2 separate regions of the Muntiacus reevesi genome follow, and region 1 is linked to region 2. A link is a contact called in public Hi-C data. All regions are on one chromosome and are shown on one strand. Each heading gives the region's core, a stretch centred on a gene start, on an enhancer-like site or on the middle of the called end of the contact. The rest is flanking DNA. Distances are from core to core; before and after follow the strand shown.

Region 1 (3,846 bases), core at 455-2,954, 190 kb before region 2:
GACTGAAAACTGGGGGCTGTAACATATTAACAATATTAAAGCAGAAAAAAAAAATATGGCATGAGGCTGTCCTTCAGTCCTCTTGACACCTCCACCTTTACCTTTGCAAAGAAGTCCAAGACTGTGGGACTGAAAGTTTATTTGTGCTCTGAGGTTCACAAGCACTTTCACTCTTTAAAAAAAAAAAAAAAAAAAAGCCTCACAGTTCTTTAAGAAATTGAGCCTGAACCACTGGAGGCTAAGAGATTTCTTCCTTTTCCGATAAATGCCTGTGCTCAGCATCCTCAAATTTGGCTGTCTTTATTTACTTCTATATTAGTTCCAATTATGTGCAGTGTAAACCAGCTTTTTGATTAACAAAACAGCAGAGCATTGGTTAAGAACACTTAAACTTCAAAAAAAATTCCCCTGGGAAGTAGGCTCTGAATTGGTTAATAATGTGCAGTACTTGCTAAATTGCTGACTTCCAGATGTGGAAAATATCTTTCTTGTTTAGGACCTATGTAACCTGATTGGATTACGACAGAAGCGTCACGTTGGAAGCTTTTGAGTGATTATTTAATTAACCATACAGTAGAAAGCTGTATTCTCCAGGAAATCCCTTCCATATTTACATAACCAATCCCTTCAGAGCAAAGGTGGAGTCTTTTCTTTTTAATTTTACTTTAATTGCAATATCAAAAAATATATACTCCAAAACTTAGACCCCATGCCGTTTAATATCGTGCTCTTCCTTCCCTGCTAAATTCCTCTATGGCCTTTCTCCTTTTCCTCCTGCCTCCCTCCACACACTCCCTCACTTTGTAGTGAGGTCTCCTTGAGATGCAGAGAGATTCAGAGATCGGTCAACTCAGCGCTCTATGTTAATTTACTTAGAGACCCTTTTTAAAAATGCCAACCCACTTTTTAGTATTGGGATCCAATCCAGAAGTTCATCACATACACACACCCCAACACACATGCCCTAAAATGCAGCTCACATACAGCAATTTTCCCCCCTCTGGCTCTGGCATCTTGAAAGAAAATAATAATAATAATAATAATACGAGAAAGGGCAAAAAATTTAGTTCCAGAAACCGTGCTGAGAAATCCACACAACTTAATGTGCATCTCAAATCTGGTTATTAGAGATATCTGTATAAGAAGAGGCGATGTGGATTGAGGAACCGGGATCTTTCCCTTTAACTTTCGCCCCTTAGAGTTCTCCAGTTCTGTGAATGGTGTGCACCGTTTTCCGCCCTGTACTCTGTAGGATTTAGTGATGAGGATAATGATGCCAAAGGCTTGACGGTGGGGGGGGGGGGGCGGGAGGGGGGGCGTGGAGAAGAGAGGGAGGGAGGGAGGGAGGGAGGCGAGAGGGAGGGAGAGAGGAAGGGAGGGAGGTGGAATTTCATTTCTTCCACTAAAGCGTTTGCGGAGACTTCAAGGTATAATCTATCCCAGATCCTTTCCCAGAGAGAAACTTGGCGATCACGTTTTCACATGATGCTCACGCTCAGGGCGCTTCAATTATCCCTCCCCACAAAGATAGGTGGCGCGTGTTTCAGGGTCTCTCTCTCTCCTACAGAAAAGAAAAAGAAAAAAATGTCATTAGAAGAGGCGTAACACGTCAGTCCGTCCCCAGGTTTGTGTTTCCTGGAGTGGCCGAAAGAGATCAGTTCTAACCTGCTCCGCAGGAATAACGGTCCTGCCTCCAGACACTCTTGGCGAGGTTTTGTACAGTTTGCTCCGGGAGCTGTTTCTTCGCTTCCACCTTTTTCTCCCCCACACTTCGCGGCTTCTTCATGCTTTTTCTTCTCACCATTTCTGGCCAAAACTACAAACAAGACTTCGCAGGTAGGTTTTTTTTTCCCCCTTTTCTCTCTTTTTATTCCTTTTTGGCATGGTCACCCCCCCCACCTTCCTTTTATGATTTTCTCCTTTTAAGTGGGGATGTGAGTCTAAAGTGAGGAGTGTCTGTGGGTAGGAATTTCAGGTGGGTTTAGCTCCTTTATGGGAAGCTTTTCCCAAGAGTGACTTCTTCGATTTTTCTCGCACTCCTTCTGTCTCTCTCCTTCTTTTTCTCCCCTTTTTTTCCTCCCCCAAATAATTTGCCCTGTACCTGTCCATTCAGGTAACCAAAGGTGCCTTTTACTACCCAGCCTTGGAAAAGTTTTATTGAGAACTGTATGGTTGGAATAAAAACTCTTCAAGGGGAGAGATTTTGCTCTGTTTTCACGTCTAGTTCCAATTCATTGTATTCAGCAATTAAAACTTGGCAAATACCTGTTAATAATTACAAAACTTGATGGACACAAACCTACCAAATTCGGGAGCAAGTCTTTCTCTTAGATATGGCAGTCCAACCTTTCCCACCGAAGAAGGCTGTTTTCTAAGTAGAAAGTTGCCTGTTTTTGTCTGCTTAGCGAGTTTCATTTCTTTATTTCATTCTTTGTGTGTGTATATATGTGAAGTAACACCTCACTTCTGTGATGATAAATAAAGAAGTGAAAGTCCTCATGGAACTTGAGTCGTTTACCAAAGGGGGGGGCTCACTACAGCTGGGAAGAAAACTGCCGTCAGGATGTTAGGGTTTTAAATTAAGGATAACTTTTGAAATTGTATTTCCAGTGGCAAAGTCATATAGAGACAGAAGATACACTCAAATATCCCATTCCATACTTTGGCACTGAAAAGTCGAGATAGCAGGAGTTCCCAGGAACAGGGGTGATCCCGGTTAACATGAATGTGTGTCTCCCACCTACTTACATATTTCACATGCTCCCCCTATAATGATGAAGGTAAGATTACTAACTCCAGAGTTAGAAATAACAGGCAAAGATAAAGTTTACAGCACAAATGCCCTGTCTGTCCCTCACACACACATGCTCATAAAACTAGCAGCTTACTTTATTAAACATGTATTTATATGCAATCGTGCGTAAGTCTCAGCAGGAATACAGACAGGCCAGCTGTTTCTTCCCAGACACTTGTGTGTCCATTTCTGTATTTCAGGATTTTTCCCAACAATTTCAAATCCACAGGAGAGCCAAGACATGACAAAATGTGTCAAACTTAAAAGGCTGCCACTATGCCTAGGTTAAATTCAAGGTGCTTTCTAAATCATTTACTTCCCTTTCTCTCTGCAACCCCCCCCCCCCCCCCCGCCCTTACCCCTCTCAGCAAATGTGTGGAAACTGATACTCACTTTCCAGGTTTTCCGCAAAGCTTCTAGCACAGGAGACAATAGGTGCGGGGCGTGGGGACCGAGTGTAGTCGGCAGAGAAAGGGTTAATGGCCCTTGTGTTACAGTTTGCATCTGTTACATCTTTTATAGCCCCCTGTTTAAACTAATCCTCGAGGCACAGCATCTTCCCAACCTCCATCGAGTTTCGGGATTCTCCTCCTCTCCTGCCTGCCTCCGAGGTTCCCCTTCTCCAAGTTTTGACAGTTTCAGCTGAAAAAATGCAGCGCCTCTCTCGATTTTTAGGTACAAAAGTTTCGAAGCCGGAAAGGATACGATCATTCAGTAGGGCTGAAAAGTATTGTCGTAGCGGTTGGACTTTCTCTTTCCTTTCTTGAGGGGGAAAAAACAATTTTCTACTGGAACTATTTAAGGGAACCAGTGTGGGGGAGCATGTGTGTGAGTGAGGTGGGGGGAAATACTTAAGTAAATATTGTCAAAGTGGAGAAGGTGGCGGCGGGGTGGGGGGGGGGGGAGGGAGGGACAGTGTCCAAAGAGGCTTATAATTATATTTCTTATTGCGGCGTGAAACGGGAAATCCTAATTTGGGGGCGGGGGTGTGGGGGGGGAGGAAGAGACAGTGTCTCGATGAACTCCGAAAGGGGAGGGGATGGGACGCGGGG
Region 2 (4,321 bases), core at 1,065-3,564:
TTGAATCCTTTGTTATTAATTATGAATTATTTATTACTTTATATTTCATATTTTATTTCCATAGTACTGTTGTAATTTTCTTGGCAATAGGGACTTCATAATACTTACAATCATGCACAGCTCTTGGCACCTCCAAGGATGAATGTGTTTTGGCTGTGACATGACCCCAGTGTCCTGGCCAGAATTGCTTGGAACAAAGATGAACCCTGACCAGGTGAGATGGAGCTTATGCAAAAGGGATGGTTGAAATCAGTGGGACGATATGACCTCTGATAGCAAAACTTTCCTAGTTAACGCCATGTATAATTTCATACATCACTTAGGCCATGTAGGAAAAACTGCAGAGTCAAAGACCTCTGATGTATAATAACTTTATGTGACTAGTGACTATAACCCAGATGCTGGCAGATATGTGAGTCAGAAGATCTGAGTTTGAATTCTGACTTTGTTTCCAATTAATCTGGGTAATACTGAGTAGTATTTACCCTTTCTGGATGTCAGTTCTTCAACTGTAAAATGAAAAGATTAGACTCCAGATGATATTAAGGACTAGATAAGCAATTATAACATTGTAAGACTGGATTTCCAGTGCAGTGAAATGGCAGCCATAGCCTTTGGAGTTAGTTCTTCTTATACTTGTTCCACGGATAGGATTTACTAGCTTTATGTGTTTTTAGGAACACTCACTTTCAGCTTTTGGCATTTATAGTTTTCTGTTTCCCAATTTGTGTTAAAGGGGATGGACAGATGGTTGATTAGGCTTTTACATGCTTATAATGCTGTTGTTCAGTTCAACAATGGTTTTAAACTTCAAGGGTCTACATTGAGCCTGGATTTTGTTTAGAATGTAAGATAGTTTTTACTCTTCAATTTAAGGATAATAATGTTTACTCACATAATTTAAAGCAACTTGTGGATGTAGCTCCAAAGGCCTAATCAGTTTCCCTCATTTTGTTATGTTTAATTCATTTCCACATCACAGCCCAACTCTTCCAAGTTGCAGTTTTTAAAATGAAGTTACCAGAGTTCTAGCTACATTTGCATGTTTTGCTGCCTTCTAACTCATTTAACCCACAAGAGCTTTCCAAATACAAAACACTTTGATTCGGAATCACAGAAATTGAAATGTGGAAGAAGCACATTCCTCCTTTTACAGGTAAGAAAACAGATCTAAAAGATCCTGGTGCTCTTCTGCTGAATATGAATTTTAAAAATAAAAGAGCTAAAGTGAGGTTAGATTGCAGAGAAAACAACAGGCAAAATGTGTGAACTTTAATCCCCAACAGGACCTGTGTCATTTAATATGTTAATGCACAGAAAAAGATTGGATGGGACCCATGCAAGTCTAAGATTGTCATCACTGCTATTGCTCAGGTTTGGGATTTTTTTAAATACTTTATTTGTCTGCACTGGGTCTTAGTTGTGGTAATTGGGATCTTCCATCATTATTGTAGCATTCAGGATCCTTTTTTACTTTGTGCATGCCAGATCTAGTTCCCTGAGCATGAATCGAACCCAAGCCTCCTGCACTGGAAGGACCAAGTCTTAGCAACTGGACAATCAGGGAAGACCCAGTTTTGTGATTTTTAACTACTTCAGAGACTATTCAGGTGAGTGGGGTCGCGCATATGCATTTGTTTAACTCCGACACTGCATCTGAAGTATTTGGAGCAGTGAGAACAGAAAAGACGCTCAAATTGTAGGTAAAGAAAGAAGCGAGCCTTTCCACAGGGTTCCGAGGTGACCAGAGGGAGGGAAATTAGAACGCGCTGGCAGAGCAGGCGCTCAGGAGGTGGGAGCTGCACGGCAGGTAGCGGGGGCAGGGAAGAAGTCCAGTCCGTGCGGGGACCCTGAGGCTCCAGCAGGCAGGGGAGAGGAACGGGGACCAGGAGAGAAGGGACTGGCAAGAAACTGCAAACTGAGGCTGACCCAGTGAGCAGCGAAGATCTTCTAGAAAGAAAAGAAGGCATGAGAGCTTACAACCAAATTAGGGGTTGAGGAAAGAGTACTAAAAACCTTCAGGGGAAGACAGGGGTGCGGCCCGGAGATGGGAAAGGTGGGCGGCAAAGCGAGGTCTTCGGGCAGTGAACAGGTAAAGAGGTGCGGGGGTCCAGAGCTCACACGTGGTAATCTCCAGAAGGCGGGAGCGGCCGCTGAGTCAGGGACCCGCAGCGTCCCGGCGGCGCTGGAGGCGGGGTCTTGAGCGCGTGGGCGGACCCAGTGGGCGGGGCATGCGCCTGACGCGCCCCGAGGCCGCTGCGGCCGCGGGCCGGGCGGGGCGGCGGCGGCGGCGGCTGCGGCCGCGGGGGAGGGGCCCGGCGTCAGCGCGTCGCCGGCTGGGCCGCGCCGGTGGCCAGGAGGGAGAGACTAGGAGGAGGAGGAGGAGGTGAGTAGGCTCCGGGCTGGGGAGCCGCGCGGGCCGGCGGGGAGGCGGGGAGCGCAGCCCCTCCCCTCCGCTCCAAGGCGCCCGCCTCGCGGGGCCGCGCGGCTCGGAGTTCCCAGAGGGGTTTTGGCGGCGGCGGCGGCGCAGGGAGCCGGGGGAGGGGAGGGCGGAGCTGAGGGCCGCGCGGGCGGCGTGCTTCCCGGGCGCACGCGCTGCACTGGCGGTGCCGCGGCAGCCGCGCGCCCCGAGCCGGGCGCCCGGCCTGCTGCGTCTCAGTCCTGCTGCACACTGGCCATTTTCTGACTCCCTTTTCTTGGGTTCTGCGTTTTCTGCGGGCCGGCTTCCCGCAGCTCCGCGCGCCGCTGCCGCCTCTTCGCTCTGCCGCGGGAGTGGGTGGGGTTGCGTCGCCTCCTGGCCGGGAGGAGGGGGCCAGGTTCCCGGGCTCGGCCCTAGGGCCCTCCTCGCTGATCTGGAGACGGCCGGGCCGGTGGTCCTTCGCGCCGCGCGGCCGCAGGCCTGCCTGAAGGACCCTTGGCGTCTGGCCCAATTATTGCCCTCAGTTTCCTGACCTCAGGAGCCCCTGACTTACTCTGCGGAGACTTAACGACCTCACGCACTCTGAGCACCCCCGCTTCTCTCCTGTGAGGATCCAGCATACACTTTGTTCTAATCGGGCTCCAGGCAGTTTGTCCTGGTGGAAATGTCCTCGGAATTAATCCTGTAAATCCAGACACGTACCCAACAGCGAAGTTGCAGTACTATAGTAATTTAACCTTTAGTCTCGGGCGAGGTTTTTTTTTTTTTTTTTTTCCCCCTTTCTCCTCTCTGGCGAAGGCAACTTTATAGAGTCTTCTGAGAACTGTACTGCATTAGATTATCTTCGAGATAATTCTTAAGTTAGCGCCTGGAGGCAGTGTGATGGGAGGTTCAAAGAGAAGGCTATGCACTTTTTCCTCCACCGTATCACAGTTCGAAGTGGAAAACGTGCGTTGACGGTGATTTTCCACATGAGGTGGGTTGCAGAGTGCAGCCCCCGTGAGCCGTGGCTCGCCTTGGTTCCTGGGTGCTACCCCTGAAGTTGATTTTAAAGCTCAACAGAATGGTCAGGTAAAGGAGCTGCTCAAAGAAATCCAGTATAATTCAATAGAGCCATTTTATTGGATTCTATTAACCTGTTTAACCTTAAACTAAAGCATGGCGGGAGTTTCATGTAGGAACCCACATACAAAGTGTAATACCGAATTTTAATTAGTGCGTTCCAGGTTTGAAGTGGAATAGTCTCCTCAGCTCACACTGCCTTTCATTATGCATTTTCCTTAGGATCTTGTTTTAAAGAAACAGTTTTAGTATAGAGGGTGGGAGGAGTACCCTTTGAATCAGGAAACTTTCTTTGACGAACTTGAAAACTGGATAGGTAAACTCTGAACCTTGATACTGAGATAAGGTAGGAAACTGAAGTTTATAGCATTACCACTTGGAGAAGTTCTTGTTTTGAAACCATGTTGACGTCTTAATTTCACTGACTGCAGAAATACTGAATTTTCTGTGTGTGAGGAACCTCAGCACCTGATGATTAGTTATTGATTATTAACTTAATCCAGCGTCATTATTTTGCAGAAAGTAACCCAAGTTTCCTGAAGAGATTTAACATGAACTGAAGAGAACTAGTTGACTTAACTGAACACTTAAGTAGATAGATACTTTAGACCTCCACAATGGATACTTTTGTATCAAAATTTGTTTTGATTTTGATGTCTTAAAAGCCAAATAATTACTGACTTTTAATTTTTTCCCCATATTTTGAGTATATGCCTTAGTATATGCCTTGTGATTTGGACTCATTAGATACAAATTATATTTAAGGAGTGTTTACATTTTACCAATTGAAACAATAATTTCCAGTTTGTTTGAATTTTGTAACTATTTTCATTTCAAGAA

The links. A called contact is a pair of places that touch in the nucleus more often than the background predicts.
Region 1: a contact with region 2 is called in a Hi-C map of blood, with 2.5 times the contacts expected there. The contact joins the promoter of ZEB2 here to the promoter of GTDC1 in region 2. A contact is called at or near these places in 2 of 3 Hi-C or Micro-C datasets (blood and muscle).

Annotation. Positions count from the first base shown.
Region 1 is chr3:219,725,529-219,729,374 of mMunRee1.1, reverse strand. It overlaps ZEB2 (zinc finger E-box binding homeobox 2), which reads left to right and starts at 1,704. Exons shown (of 10, transcript XM_065931488.1): 1 at 1,704-1,836.
Region 2 is chr3:219,532,246-219,536,566 of mMunRee1.1, reverse strand. It overlaps GTDC1 (glycosyltransferase like domain containing 1), which reads left to right and starts at 2,314. Exons shown (of 13, transcript XM_065931478.1): 1 at 2,314-2,386.